2 separate regions of the Mus musculus genome follow, and region 1 is linked to region 2. A link is a contact called in public Hi-C data. All regions are on one chromosome and are shown on one strand. Each heading gives the region's core, a stretch centred on a gene start, on an enhancer-like site or on the middle of the called end of the contact. The rest is flanking DNA. Distances are from core to core; before and after follow the strand shown. Region 1 holds the start of Lipc (lipase, hepatic). Region 2 overlaps Lipc (lipase, hepatic).

Region 1 (7,675 bases), core at 2,926-5,425, 46 kb before region 2:
CATTTGGAAGGCTGAGGCAGCAAGGTCAGAGGTTCAAGTCATCTGTTCAAGCTATAGCCTGGGACATATGAGACCCAGAGTCAGGTAGAAGGGGGGGGGGAAGAGGAGGAGGGGGAAAGAAGGGAGGGAGGGAGAGAGAGAGGGAGGGAAAGAAGGAAGGAAGGGAGGGAGTGAGGGAGGGAGGGAGGGAGGGAGGAGGAGGAGGGAGGGAAGAAGGCAGGCAGGCAGGCAAGCAGGCTGTCTTTTTCTAGGCATGGAAAAAGCTGAATGGATCTATTGACTATATATATACATTGAGGGTGTCTAAGACATTATAGTCAGGCCCTGAAGGTCCAGGAGTGATTCTTTCTACTAAGGGCACATCACCCTCATGCAACTATCTTCATAGATTATATTGGACAACCCCCCCCCCCCAGCATGTGGACATTTATTTGCTTACATGGCATCGATCAGAATAAGCACGCACACACACACACACAGACACACACACACACACACACACACACACACACACAATCTCCTAATGTTGCACAAAGAGATCTCAGAGGCTCAGCTGGTTTCATCAACTGACTGTGCATCTAAGCAGCTCTCTCCGAGTCAGCGTCTTGGCTGTAGCTCTTACTCTAGCTCAGGAGAAGTTCATTCCGTTGTTCCTGGGATGAGCCCAAAATAAGTCACTGTGATTCACTGTACCTCCTTTATGAACAAGGCACTCACCCCACGTATGGATTTCTAACACTCGTCATGGACTTGTATAGAGGTGTGACTCTTAGTCTACATATGCTGATACACAAGCACCTTTGCTGTCTATAGCTCATCTGAAGCAATGGCTCCAAATGCTTGTTTTCAGGCATCCCTGCGTTCTTTCTCTCTATTCTTCCTGTCCAACCCCAGTTGTACCACAGTTCTAGATCAGGCACAGTACTTGGGTATGAGTTGAAGGGCAAGTACTTAGTCCTCTATAATTTACTCACAAGATGGATACTGAGTGTCTGTCTGTCTGTCTGTCTGTCCTGTTGTCATCTTGACCTATTGACTTGGAAGGCTCAGCATGGCTCCAACCCAAGGCCAGGAACGCCCTTCTGCATGATGGCACACACAGAGCATTTTCTATCTAGGTCTTACCCGCTCCCAGGCTTTCTACAAAGCAAGGGACCATCCCCTCTGCTCTCAATTCCAGAGGCAAGTCTCCCCCCCCCCCCACCACCACCTCTAAGGTTTGGATGCTGTCTTTCCAGTGATGAGGGTGGAAAACCCCTTTGTGTCCCTTCAAAACATTTTAGCCCAGCTCCGTTTTTCCATGTCCTAGGACTCAAGGGTGTGGTACCATCACTAACAGACTCTTACCATCAAGTTCTGGAGGTTAACCAAGAACAATAGGGGCAGCCAGTAATGTCTGTGGAGCTACTGGCAGCTGATGGCTGCTGAAGGAGAGAGGATCAGTTTTCTTTGGGGATCCTCTTGCTCCAGGGGGATGTTTAACATTTGTGCGTTTATGGACAACAATAAATAGACTTAGCTTTTAAGACAGAGCACATGTAGTTAGGAAGTAATGGTGGTTGTGGGGACATTGGAGGGAAAGGAAAGGGGGTATATTTGATTTAAATGCATTACATGTAATACATACATATACATACATTATATGTATATCATTTATGTATAAAATTCAAATGTAAAGAAGAAATTTAGTCCTTTACTGGTCTTGGTCAGTTAGTGGTTCCCTAGCCTGGGACCTTGTGGTTTAGGAAGACAAACTCTATATAGACTGATTTTACTTTATCCTTCCTATGTGGGAGAAAGGACAAGTTAGGGGAAAGTAAGTGAGTATCATAAAATATTATCTCAGGCTGTGCTATCCCCACCTTAGAGATGAGATGATAGATGTGGCTGGTGTTATGTAACATTCTGCACAGATACCAGAGCCAGGAGACAGGCAGGCTCACTGTATTTGCTAAGTTTACCTGCAGAAGGAGGTAGGGGTTGGGAGTGCTTGCTGCAATATCCAGAAGAGAGGATAACAGGGTGATGGAAGAGGGACCCAAGGCCAAATGGTCTTAGGGGTTTGAAGATTTAAATGTTTAATGTGAAAAAAGTGGAAGTGGAGCCTGCTTAACCATGCAAAACAGGAAGGAGACACCCCCAAATCCAGAACCCAGGTCTTCAGGAACCAGGATGGCCCCTGTGTTTCAGAAAGGAAGCTCAGACACAGAGCACACAGGTTTGGGGTTGGGATCAAGACCATTCACAGCTGCCTGCATACATGCTTGTGGGCGTCAAATGCTGGCATCCGTTGTCTTTCTCAATCAGTCTCCATCTTGCGTCTCTCACCGGGACCCACTGCGTTCTAATTATGCAAGGCTGGCTTCCCAACAAGTCCCAGTGATCAGCCTGGCCCTGCCTCCCAGGCACTGGGATTACAAGAACATGCTCGTGCCTGGCTCTTTTAAAATGTGGATTTAGGGGATCAAACTCAGGTCCTCGTGCTTGTACCGCAAGCAGTTTCCTCCCTGTGTTGTCTCCCCAGCTCTCTCAGAGAGCTTTTAAGCCAGCCATTAGCAGACAACAGTTGGCACTTTGTCTGTCTGCTAACTATTTCCACCATCCACTGGAGTGTCTAAGAGCCAACTCAGACGCCCGCCACAGAGCAAAACCTGAATTGCTCCTCATTCCCCCTGCCAGACTTGTTTCACTCATCACTTCCGTGGATGGTAACCCCATTCATCTATTTGCTGAACCCCAAAGCCTCCAGTCATTCTTCACTCCCCTCTCACCTCCTCCCTCCCAGCAATCCAGGGAGTCTAGTAGTCCCACTTCTAAACAACAGCCCAGCCCCCACCCAGGCCCAGGGTTACATCACACCAGCCATCGTCACAGCTCCCTGGCTCACTCTTCAGTCAGCTCTCCTCTTTAGCCTTGCTCACATGCAAAACAACACAGATCAAATTATTTGCTCCTTTGTTCTATATGTCTGAGTCCTTTCTGTACCCCCTTCAGAGGAGTCTCCCTGCTCACGGGCCATCTTTCTGTTCTTGGAACACACCAAACATGTTCCAATCTCAGGACCTTTGCCTTAACTGTCTGAAAGTCTTTCTCCCCGCAGACTGGCCCCTTCACTCCCCTCAAGCCTTGGTTTCAGGTACAACTTCCAAGCAAGATTCACTCTGACCACTCTGTTTAAACCACTGCCTTCTCCATCACCCCTGGTATTTCTTTATTTGTACTTTATTTTTTTATTGCCGGGTGTCATCTAGCACAGGCTGACTTTGAACTCACTGTGGAGTCAGAAATGACCTTGAACTCCTGACACTCCCACCTCCTCCTGAATGCTGGGGCTATAGGCATGTGCCACCAAAGCCACTATACTAGGGATCCAGCCCAGGGTTTCATGCGTGCTAGGCAAGCACTCTACCAACTAAGCTATATTCCCAGCCAAATAGTTCTCAAACATGCATCTCTGCTTTCTACCATATAATCCTTCTCATGCCCACATTGCCCACGGCACGTAAACTCCACAAGGACTGGACTGCTTGCCTACTTTATTCACTTAACTATTCTTTAAAGCCAACAACAGCGCCTGGTACACAGTGGTGTTCAACACACAGCATTTATTTGTTCAGTGTGTCCATACTAAATCAACAACAACAACAAAATTTAAATCACACTAGAGAGCCAAGAACTCTGCAAGAGCTGCACATCACACCCTTTCTTGCCTGCTTTTGCTGAATGACCTTGCTTCACAGCCCTCTACTCTTGGCTGGACATTAATTAACCCAGTGAGTGCATTTATCCTGGGGTATCTCTCAACGGGGCCCTCAGCGAGACTCTGGTCTTTGCTTCTCACCCAGTTCCTTCTTAACCTGACCTCACCAGGCTCCAGCTCCTCTTTCAGCTATAAGACATGCTGCCCCATCACAATTACACCACAGGTGCCAGAAACATGGCTGAACTCAACAGGAAGCAGAGTCCCTGGGGGTGGGGGCTTTCATCTCTCTTTGGGATTGGCATGCGACTAGAAAGACCAGGACCACGACACTACCTCCCATTCAAGTACTATGGGGGGGGGCGGTAAAGCAGGCAATAATACAGAGGTCACCCAGCTGACCTTTGGTCAAATGTCCAAACACAGCACACTGACTCTCAATTGATTGATTCTGAACTATGAGCTTGGCTCAAGAGGAAAGAAGACCTGGCGAGGTGTTTTATTTCCAAAACTTATCGAGATAAAAAGTGCTTCTGTGGGTCAATCTAGATATTGATAGATTTGGACTGGAGAAGGTAAAGAAAGTGTTTAAATTCTAGGTAACGTGTTTTAAGGTTAATAATTAATGGGGGCCTTCCCCAGCTGAGCACCAAGAAGCACTCTGGTCTCTTTAGTTCTAGACATTAGCAAGAAGACCTCAGACCCCAGGTGAGGCCAGAGACATGGGAAATCCCCTCCAAATCTCCATTTTCCTGGTGTTCTGCATCTTTATCCAATCAAGTGCTTGTGGACAAGGCGTGGGAACAGGTAAGTGTTTATCTTTTCTCTAGAAATGGCCGTGAATTTTTTTTTGGTCTTGACTGTGTTGCAGAGATTGACATTGGGATGGGATCTGCTTCAGAGCTCATGAAGTGGTTCTATGAGTGGCTCCCAAGGTACCCAGAGCTGTGTAGCACTTTGTAAAAGGGACCGTATTTTCAAAAAGAGTAGATGAGAGTAGATGACAGGGAAAAAAAAAAGCCCCTGTAACGGGCAGTGTGGCCTCTTACAGGTGTCATATGGACACCATGGGAAAAGTTTTTTTTTCAGCAGACAATGACCTGAAAGACTTGAAAGACAATGACCTGAAAGACTTGGGATCATCCTTAAAGTTCATTTGAATTCTAATTTGTCATCTGGGAGCCATCAAACGCTCTGTCCTATTGGGGTTGTGAAATCGCCTTGCTCTCTCCCAAGAGAAGGGAATCTGAGTCCTGTTTCTAGTCCTGCCTAAAGCAGAGATGTCATTCGCATGTTTCCTAGTCTTTACATTTTTCTGGCAAAGCTTTTCTCCTGAGCTGAAGGAGCCGCCGCCATCAGTCTTTTTAGTCCATGGCTTTATAAACTACAGTGATGGCCAAGGATAGACTTCCATGCCCTGCCAGGCAGATGGGGTCCAGGTTCCTGGCTGAATGGCGTGTTAGATCAGTAAATGGTAGGATTGACTGGACAACTTGACCAAATTAGACAGGGGTTTGGAACCTTGCTTCTGTGCCCATTGTCATGAAGATCTGCTGGCCTAGAATGTTTAAAATTTTGATGGATGGATGGATGGATGGATGGATGGATGGATGGATGGATGGATGGGTGGATGGATGGATGGATGGATGGATTTGGAGACAGGGTCTGTGTAACCCAGGCTAGGGTCGACATTGAGATCCTCTTGAGCACTGAGGAGCACTGAGGTCACAGACTTGAGCATCTATATCCACCGGAGACTTAAACTTTTCTTTCCTCAAGGATGAACTAGAAAGATGGTTCAATGGTTAAGTGTGATTGCTGTTCTTCCAAGACTTTTAACATGAAAGGATGCTGAAATTTGTCAAATGCTTTTTCAGCATCTAATGAAATGATCATGAGGTTTTTTTCTTTGAGTTTGTTTATATAGTGGACTACATTGATGGATTACCGTATATTGAACCATCCCTGCATCCCTGGGATGAAGCCTACTTGATCGTGGTGAATGATCATTTTGATGTGTTCTTGGATTTGGTTGGCAAGAATTTTATTGAGTATTTTTGCATCAATGTTCATAAAGATTGGTCTGAAGTTCTCTTTCTTCGTTTGGTCTTTGTGTCCCAAGCAAGGTGTAAAAAAATCAAGGACCAACCCTGAGGCCATCCCCTGACCACCACACATGTGCAGCACATGCTCTCCCACACCCATGCACATGTTACTTACGTAGTCTTGGAGCTCAGAAACAACGGATGTGTGCTCCCCATGGGAGTGAGCGTGTAGTGGCTCAGAATCCTTCTTCCTCTCTCAGACACATTTCATGTCTCCAGCCCTCCTGGTACTTAATACCCATTCCCACATTTAAACAGGAAGCTAAAAATAAACATGATGGAAGCAAGTGTAAAACTGAAAGTTCAGGGTTCACATTACTTCAATTCTGTTTTCCAATGTGATACCCGTCCACTAAGATTTTTTTGCTTGTGTTTAAAAATTTATGAATAAGACAGATTGTGAACTGTAAAGCTTAAGAATTTGCTTGGCAAGTAAAAATTTGAGTTCACACCAGAGTAATTTTATTGTATTTGACTATCTTAAAGTTGGAAGTTAGTCTTTAAAAAAAAAAAACAAAAAAAAACCAAAAAAAAAAACCAAAAAACACTGTCCTTTAAATCTGTCCATTGCTTTAAAACTGAAGAATGAGTTGAGAAAACAATTACTACTTTTTCATTAACATTACTGAAAATATTTTTATATTATGGGCAGAAGGGAATGGGAATGATCCACATATGTGTCAAATCCAATGTATGAGGCAGCCCGCTGAGTGTAATGAAGGCGATCAGTTATGGGTGCGCATGTTTCTCCACCACAGCATGGCGTGCCATGAGTCCCACTGGAGAAAAGTGATCATGAAAGAGCTCGTGCCCAGCTGCCTGTGCAGACCGAGCCTGGGGAGGGGTGGGGGTGCGTTTGTGTGGGGTCTTGCAAGCTGGCATCAGAGAATAAGAAAGCAAGGCCTTCCTTGGGCAGAAGCACAGCTTCAGAGATGATAATGTGCTTGTGTCTTCCAAGCCTGAAGAGCCTTCTGAGAGTAAATTATCTAGGGAGGAGGAAGAAGAGACAGAGATGAAGATGGAGAGCAAAGAGGAGAGAAGATAGGGGAGGAGATAAGAAGACAGAGGAAGAAGAGAAGGAGGAAAAGAAATAGAGGAAGAAATAGATATGGAGGAGGAGAAGAATAGGAAGGTGAAGACAGAGGAGAGAGTGATCCTGAGCCAGCACATACACAGGGCTGGTTAAACTGCAGCTGACCATGATCAACCCTCAGCGGCAGAATCGCAGTCACTGCTAAGTCCACCTTTAAATTCAAATGCCGACTACCAAACATTTCAGAAAGTTGGTAACGGTATGGTATTTGGGAATAAATGGCTTATCAATGACCCTGAGATGCTCATAGCACAACATTGGGGATCTTTATTCAGCCCAGGTGGTGGGTTCAGAGTCCCAACCCCTCCCGAGATACTACCAAGGCTGTGTGTAGGTTGTGTTTTGAGCCGGGGACACAGAGTGGTTCTTTACCTCCTGGTAAATTATGACCTCAAAAAGAAAGTTCAAAACCAATTTATCTAGCTGCTTTAAAAAATAAGTGTGAGAAAATGTGAAATGAAATATCAGGGCAGGAAAATAGGGTGGAATATCTAGTATACTGAATTTTTCTATGTATCCTACTAGAGGTTGGAGGTTTGTTTAAACATCTACAGAGTTTAAAAGCAATGGTTGCTCTGTGGGTAGGAGTGGGACATTAGTGCATAAGAAGAAAGGAAGGGATGGAGGGAAGAAGAGAGGAAGGCAGGGAGGGAGGAGAAGAGGGAGGGAGGGGCACAGGTGGGCAGGCAGGCAGACTGTGTACTTACGACTAACGTAGGCCTAAGTCTGAGAGGTATCCCACTGGTTACCTAAGATATCATTTCTTTGATCCCCAGC
Region 2 (6,609 bases), core at 2,551-5,050:
TGGGGGGGAGCAGGAACGGGAGGAGGAGGAGCAAGCTCTCCCCAAAAACTCTTTCCAAAACAGAGAGGTCGAGAACATGGACGCCTGGCTGAGCCAAGACTCCCCAGCAAACGTCAAGCTTCCTGGCTTGCTACTACAGTGCTTTTGAGCAGTTTGAACCCTAAAGATAAGGCCCCACTCAGCACACACCCCAGCCTTTAGTCCTTTACTGAAGACATCTAACTTAGAGGTGAGATGTACAACAGCCATACATTGAAAATATAAATAGATCCTTACGATGACTTAAATTCTAAAAATCAGGACAGTTGAGTGCCAGACACAGGGTTCTGTTATTTGTTTGTTCCATTTAATGCATTTACCTTTTAGCTTATTAATGTATTTCCTGTCCTTGTTACAACAGTCCTATGAGGTTTACAATGAAAGAAACGGAGGTTTAAAGCCTTTTAGTTACTTACTAGTCGATGGGTGTAATTGTAACTCTTCTTGTCGTTTGACAAACTATATGAGAAGAGCAGCTTAGGAGAGGAAGGGTTTACTGTGGCTCCCAGCTGAGGGTTCAAGTTCATGACTAGAAGGTAAGGGAGGCAGGAGTAGAAAGCAGATGGTTACGTGGCATCCACAGTCAGGAAGCCCCAAGGATAAGCGATGGTGCTCAGCACTCCTGTTTTTCAGTCCAGAATCCCATCTCATGGGATGGTGCTACCCTCGTTTAGGGTGGGTCTCCCCACTTCAAGACGTGTCTGCTAGGTGTGTCTCCCAGGCGATTCTACATCCTATCAAATGGATGGTCAATATTAAGCTTTGTCTTGGAGAAGCCATGATTCAAACCCAGGTATGTTTGAGTACCAGGGCGTAGTTTTCAGTGTGGTTTTGGCTACAGTGTGCATGTTTCAGGTGACTTTGAAACTACCTCTCTGTCTGAGCTAGACAACTGAGGAAGGCAGAAAGGGGAGCAAACAGAAGGATCTTCTTCATGGACCACCCTGATCAGGCCTGGCCCCTGAGGGCTGATTGGCTCAGACCCAGGAAGGTGTGAGACCTGTGCTTCTGTTTCCTGCACTCATGCTGCTGGGGTGATTTCACAGCCAGAGAAAGGCAGGGGGAAACGGAAGAGAAGTCAAAGATGTGCCAGGGAACCAGAAAGGAGCTTCAGGAAATGCTTTATCTAAAAATATGCCAGTTCTGAAAGAAAAACAGTCATTAGAGGGTGTGAGAAGCCCCCACGGTGAGGAAAAGCAAAACAGTTAGATTCACGGGGAGGCCAGTGGAACAACAGAGAGACCCATTACCCACCCACTTCCTGTGCCATTAGCCAGGCGAGCAGACAAAATGACAACCCACAGACAGCGCTCCAGGGGAAGTGTCTGAGGACAGCCTCAGAAGACGCAGCAGGGAGGTGGGAGGGGAAGAGACTGTTCCAGATATCCAGATAATAGTTTTTTCACATCAGCTGGTCCAGCTACAGTTTTGGCTAACGTTTCCTGTGTAGTGGCTACATGCCATTATCTCATGCTAGCCTTTCAAGGACAAGGAGAAGGAAAGGGAACCTGTAGGGTCGAGTGGTTTGTCCAAGGCCACACAGCTGCTAAGAGACAAAGACCAGACTCTACCCTAGATTCCTTGACCTTACTCGAAGTCTAACAGACCTAACAGCTCCAACAAGATCAAAAGGCCTGACTGTCCTCAACCGTGAAGGTCAAGCCCATTCACTTCAACTTTCCAGGCAGGTTACAGGGATTTTACAGTCTTTTTGTTCCAATTTAAAGTCTTTTTAAAAGATAGATTTATTTACTTGTGTGTGTGTGTGTGTGTGTGTGTGTGTGTGTGTGTGTGTGTGTGTATTCACCTATGTGCGCCCATCTATGTATGCAGATACGTATACATGGAGGTCAAAAGAGAGTTAAGAGTCAGTTCCCCCCATTCCTTCGAGGCAGAGTCTCTCCCTGAACCAGACACTTGAAGTTTTCCTGCCAATCTGGAAGCCAGCCAGCCGAGTTATCCTCTTGTCTCCTCCCTGCACTGGAGCTGGGGTTACTGCTGTTAGCAAGGACAGCCAGCCTGTTATGTGGGAGCTGGGATCCTCACGATTGGAGAGCGAATGTTCTCTACGCCTGAGCCCCAGGTTTTGCATTCTTTGTCTTGTCTTGTTTGAAGTCAATCTGGTAAAAGAACTTGCTGGTTTTTATTAGTGACTGGTCAGCCCTCACAGGTTGCTTCTCCATAAGACAAGCTGAAATGCAGATACAGCAAGTGAGCCTGTGTCTGCTGGAATTGTCAGAGGCTGAAGCAGGAGACCAAGAACCATGGGTGGAGGGAGAGGGGGCAGTTCCACTAGAAGGATCCAGCCATTGAGGACAGCGAAGGTTTCATGTGGCTCCTGATTGGCTTCTACCACCCTCAGCGCAGGCATTTTGTTGACAAAGCAAAGATACCTTTACCTTGAGCCCAAATCCAGCTCCTTTGACTCTGCAAGGAAGGGCTAATGTTTCTGCCCTCTGAAGCTCTGATAACTGTGTCTCTGAAGTAAACTGACAGGAGACAGAAAAAACAAAAGGCACGCAGATTTCTGCCACACACAGTGACATTACAGCAAGGACAGAGTACTTCAAGGCCCAGTAAGATCTAGAGGGAAGCTAGCAAAAGCGCTCTCTGTGTGAGAGAGATGGTTAGGAGAGAAAAGTAGGTGTACCAAAGATGACTGGACACGGTCTCTCTGGGCATGGCTCTGCCTCAGCCCTCTTGTCTCTGGTGACAGGTAACCCCCATGATGAGGGAGAACTCGTGACAAGTGCATTCTTTCTGGAAAGTCTAATCTAAAGGCAAACAAGGCATCAGGCAAATAGGATTCAGTGAGTACAGAAGGCCAGGAATGCTAGCCTGAGTTCAGTCTCCAGAACTCACTTGGTGGAAGGAGAAAAGCAACTCTTGCACATTGTTCTCTGATATCCACATACATGAGGTAGCAGGTGGACCCAGACCATACATACACACATACATACAACATACATACACACATACATACAACATACAACATACAACATACATACATACATACATACATACATACATACATACATACATACATTTAAGGGCAAATTCTAAAATCCCCAGCATCACACACACACACACACACACACACACACACACATGATTGTGATAGATAAGTCAGTTGTATGAGTACACACCTACAGTCCTAACAGTAAGAAGGATTTGGCAGGAAGATTGTCAGATCAAGGGCAGCCTGGGCTACCTGGCAATCCTACAAACATGACAGATCATGCATGGGACAGTCCGTATGCTGGGCGGTGTGCCTAGTACATTCTGCACATCACCCCTTCCTCACCACACCCCTGAGCCCACTTCACAGATGAGATACTGGGCTGCAGCTGGTTCAGAGAACCGCTTAAGGTCTTCGGTTCAGGATCAGTGGACACTGGTCTCCACGGAGCTAGCACCTGGGTTCCCAGAGCCTCTGGCCATCCCTGAAGCCTAGCTGAGAAGAAAGCAAGCCACAATTTTTAGACAGAGCCAGATGGGATGTCCAGGGAAACAACACAGCACTAGAGGGCTTCCTTTTCTGCCCAGTGTGGTCTAATAGCCTACATTACGTGCCTTCCTCAAAAGGGTGTACTTTACGGAAAGTCACGTAATCTGGTTTCTCCTGATGTCATTGATATCTAGTTAAGTTTTCCTTCTGGGAAGGAGGCAGGTGGAGTCAGCTTCTTTCTTTGCACAGCTGGGTAAACTACACTGGTGATGGTGACTCACACAGAGCTACACGGTGAGATCAGCCATCAATAATGTGGACCTTGTTCTGCTGGCTGTATTCCAATGACATTGCCTTGGGACCACAGGAGGCCAAGGGACTTATACTTAGGCTCCCAGAAGTACCATTATTTTAGAGCCTTGTGGTGGGGACTCTGAAGCCATTTGGCTTGTCTGAGCCTCAAGTTTCTCACCTATAAAATAAGGTAAGACCTTGTTCCTCACAAAGCTCTGGTAAAACTCAGGAAGATGACTGTGTCTCCAGGCGTAGGGAGCTGGAGCATGCGCTGTCTGTCAGCTGTTAGCAGAGAACTCAGAGGACTTTGATCTGATACTGATCTGATTCAGAAGTAGATTATACTGATAGTCTGTTTCTGGGAAATTTCACTGTGTCCAGGGTGGCCCAGGACCTATGACAACAAGTGAGTTCATTCTAACCCAGTCTGCATGCCAATGAGCATGAACTGGTCTCCAAACCAGTCTAACTTGTCATACAGTGACATCAGGCTGAGTTCCTGTTTAGCCAGTTTGGCTAAACTGACATTATCCCTCCCAAGCTGTTTCTATCCACCATGTTTTCCTTTTTAGAGACACCTCTTCCTTGAGCTGCAGCCCACAGCCCTGGATGGTGAGGTCAGCAAGTTGTATATGGACTTCCTCTAGGGCAGAAAGCACACCCAGCATCTCATGTCTTTTTAAACAAAGTCCACCTTGCTTCTCTCTCGTGACGTCTTTTTTTGATTAGGGGATGGGGGGTGGGGGTGGAGGGTTGCTTCTATGAGCCATGTTATAGGCAAAGAGAGTCTGGAAAGAAGGAAGGGGAGTGATGAACAGGCTTGGGGTGGGGTGCATGTAGTCAGCCTCCTAGAAAACCTGACTAGAGCTTGTCCCAGTGGGACAGGATCTTGGGACAAAATTTGTAAGTGAAAGGAAATAAAACTTGAGATCTGTGATTCATGTAATGTGTGTCAAATAGCCCAAAGAGTTGTTTGTGAGCTTTGAAACCTGTGGCTGAGAACATAGCAGAACAGACCAGGACATGCCCAGGCAGGCCCATCGCCTCCCTATCTCCCACCCCTCTGACCTAAGTTAAATGTTACAGGCTGCTGATGTTTAAATGGACCAATCATGTGAAACCGTGCCAATTCCTCCCCCAGCCCCACTCCTTTTCTATAAAAACCCCTAGCTTCCAAGCCTCGTGGTCGAATCCACTGTCTCCTGTGTGAGATACGTTTCGACCCGGAGCTCCGCCATTAAAATACCTCATGTTGTTACATCAAGGTGTTGTGTTCTATTCGTGATTCTTGGGTGCACGCCGAATCGGGAGCCGAGTGGGGGTTTCCCCACTAGGTTCTTTCATAAGGATAGAGAAAAGAAATGTGGATGAAGCCCAAAGACATTCTGTGGGCCAAAGACTTTTCTCTTATTCATTAATTTGTCTTTTCCTCACAAAGTGACAAGCTACCTCTTGGCATTTTCATGCACAGTTAGCTCTGGTTGTTCCGCTCCCCCTCAACCCCACTGTACCACAGCGATCCTCCAGGATTCCCCCTTATACTTTGATATCACATGTATACTACTGCCCTCCCACTTCCCACTCTCAAATCCTCTTATTCTCCATCTCATGGATCCCTTTCTAGTTTCTTGGCCTCTAACCACATTTACTTGCATGCTTAATAATGAAAAGTTAAGCTCCACATACGAGAGAGAACCGTCAGTTATTTATCTAACCAGGTGTGGCTTAGCTCAATATTTTCCAGTTCTACCCATTTTCCTGTAAACGTTACAGTTGCCTTTTATTTATAGCTAAATAGAATTCTATTGTACATGCGTACCTCATTTTCATTATTCACCTATTGATGGACATCTAGACTGTTTCTATTTCCTAACTATTGTGAACAGAACAGCAACGAGCATAGATATATATATACAAGTGTCTTTGTGGTAGGATGTACAGTAATGGGCCAAACACATTTGAAGTAATAGTTTGGATGGGGAATATTCAACAGCATCTTAAAGGGCACCAAAGTTGACACAGGAGAATAAAAAGGTTAGAGAATCATCACAGTGCTTCCTCTTTATGCTCATAACCGTCATGCCCCCACCCACTCAAGACTGTTCTCGATTGGACATCCCCGCATAGAGAGCCATGATGCTTCACCCTTTGTGCTTATAGCTGCTATGCGCCCCCCACCCCCACTCCGCTCACCAACACTGTTCTCTATTGAACACCCATTCCCACAGAGTCTTAGAGACTAGTGAAGGAAAGTTAGAAAACATCTATGTTCGGATTACTTTCATTTGGGAAATGGTCTGGCCAAGCATTGACTGAATTTCATTGATGAAATGAAATAATTGATCCCTTTATTCCTTTCCCCACGTCTGTGATTCAGTGCCTGGCAAGAACCAATTTAAAAGAGGACGGTTTTACTTGGGCTTATAGCTTCAAGGGATAACATTGTGGTAGGGGGGAAAGGCATGGTGGGAAAAACAAGAGGTAGCTAGTCATATGACATGTTGCTGCTAATTTCCCTTTATCCATTTGTATGGTTCAGAGTCCCAAGTAGGGAATGGTGTTACCCACAGTGGGCACATCTTCCCACCTCAAGTTGTGTAATCAATATAGCCCCACATAGCATAGCCAGAGGCCCATCTTCCAGGTGATTCTAGAACTGCCAAGTTGACAGTTAACACTAACCATACAATGACTTATCCCCTTTCACCAATAAGGAACAGGATTGTAGCACATTGTGCAACCTGTCCAGGACTGTAGTTATAGTTCAGAGTTGAGAGCTCTGGGCTCATTCTAAGTCCACAGAATACAGTTTTCCCAATGAGCTTGCA

Evidence for each region. A called contact is a pair of places that touch in the nucleus more often than the background predicts.
Region 1: a Hi-C map of liver shows a contact between it and region 2, with 2.5 times the contacts expected there. The contact joins the promoter of Lipc here to the enhancer-like site in region 2. A contact is called at or near these places in 1 of 39 promoter capture datasets (macrophages), 7 of 484 Hi-C or Micro-C datasets (all in liver), 8 of 115 datasets of contacts at active chromatin or transcription factors (the HPC-7 cell line, cardiomyocytes, embryonic fibroblasts and 5 more) and 2 of 9 other capture datasets (adipose tissue and embryonic stem cells).

Annotation. Positions count from the first base shown.
Region 1 is chr9:70,931,308-70,938,982 of GRCm38.p6, reverse strand. It overlaps Lipc (lipase, hepatic), which reads left to right and starts at 4,175. Exons shown (of 9, transcript NM_008280.2): 1 at 4,175-4,507. The coding sequence starts at 4,423. The region is part of intron 2 of Gm32017 (a long non-coding RNA gene); the gene reads right to left.
Region 2 is chr9:70,886,367-70,892,975 of GRCm38.p6, reverse strand. All of the region lies in intron 1 of Lipc (lipase, hepatic), which reads left to right. Among named protein-coding and RNA genes, the nearest start is that of Gm32017, 24 kb to the left of the region's middle. Within about 2 kb of position 3,800, at least 85 of the 459 cell types and tissues checked have an H3K27ac peak or open chromatin away from gene starts, as enhancers often do. A contact at or near this core is called in extraembryonic endoderm stem cells, hepatocytes, liver and 1 more, where this site is marked.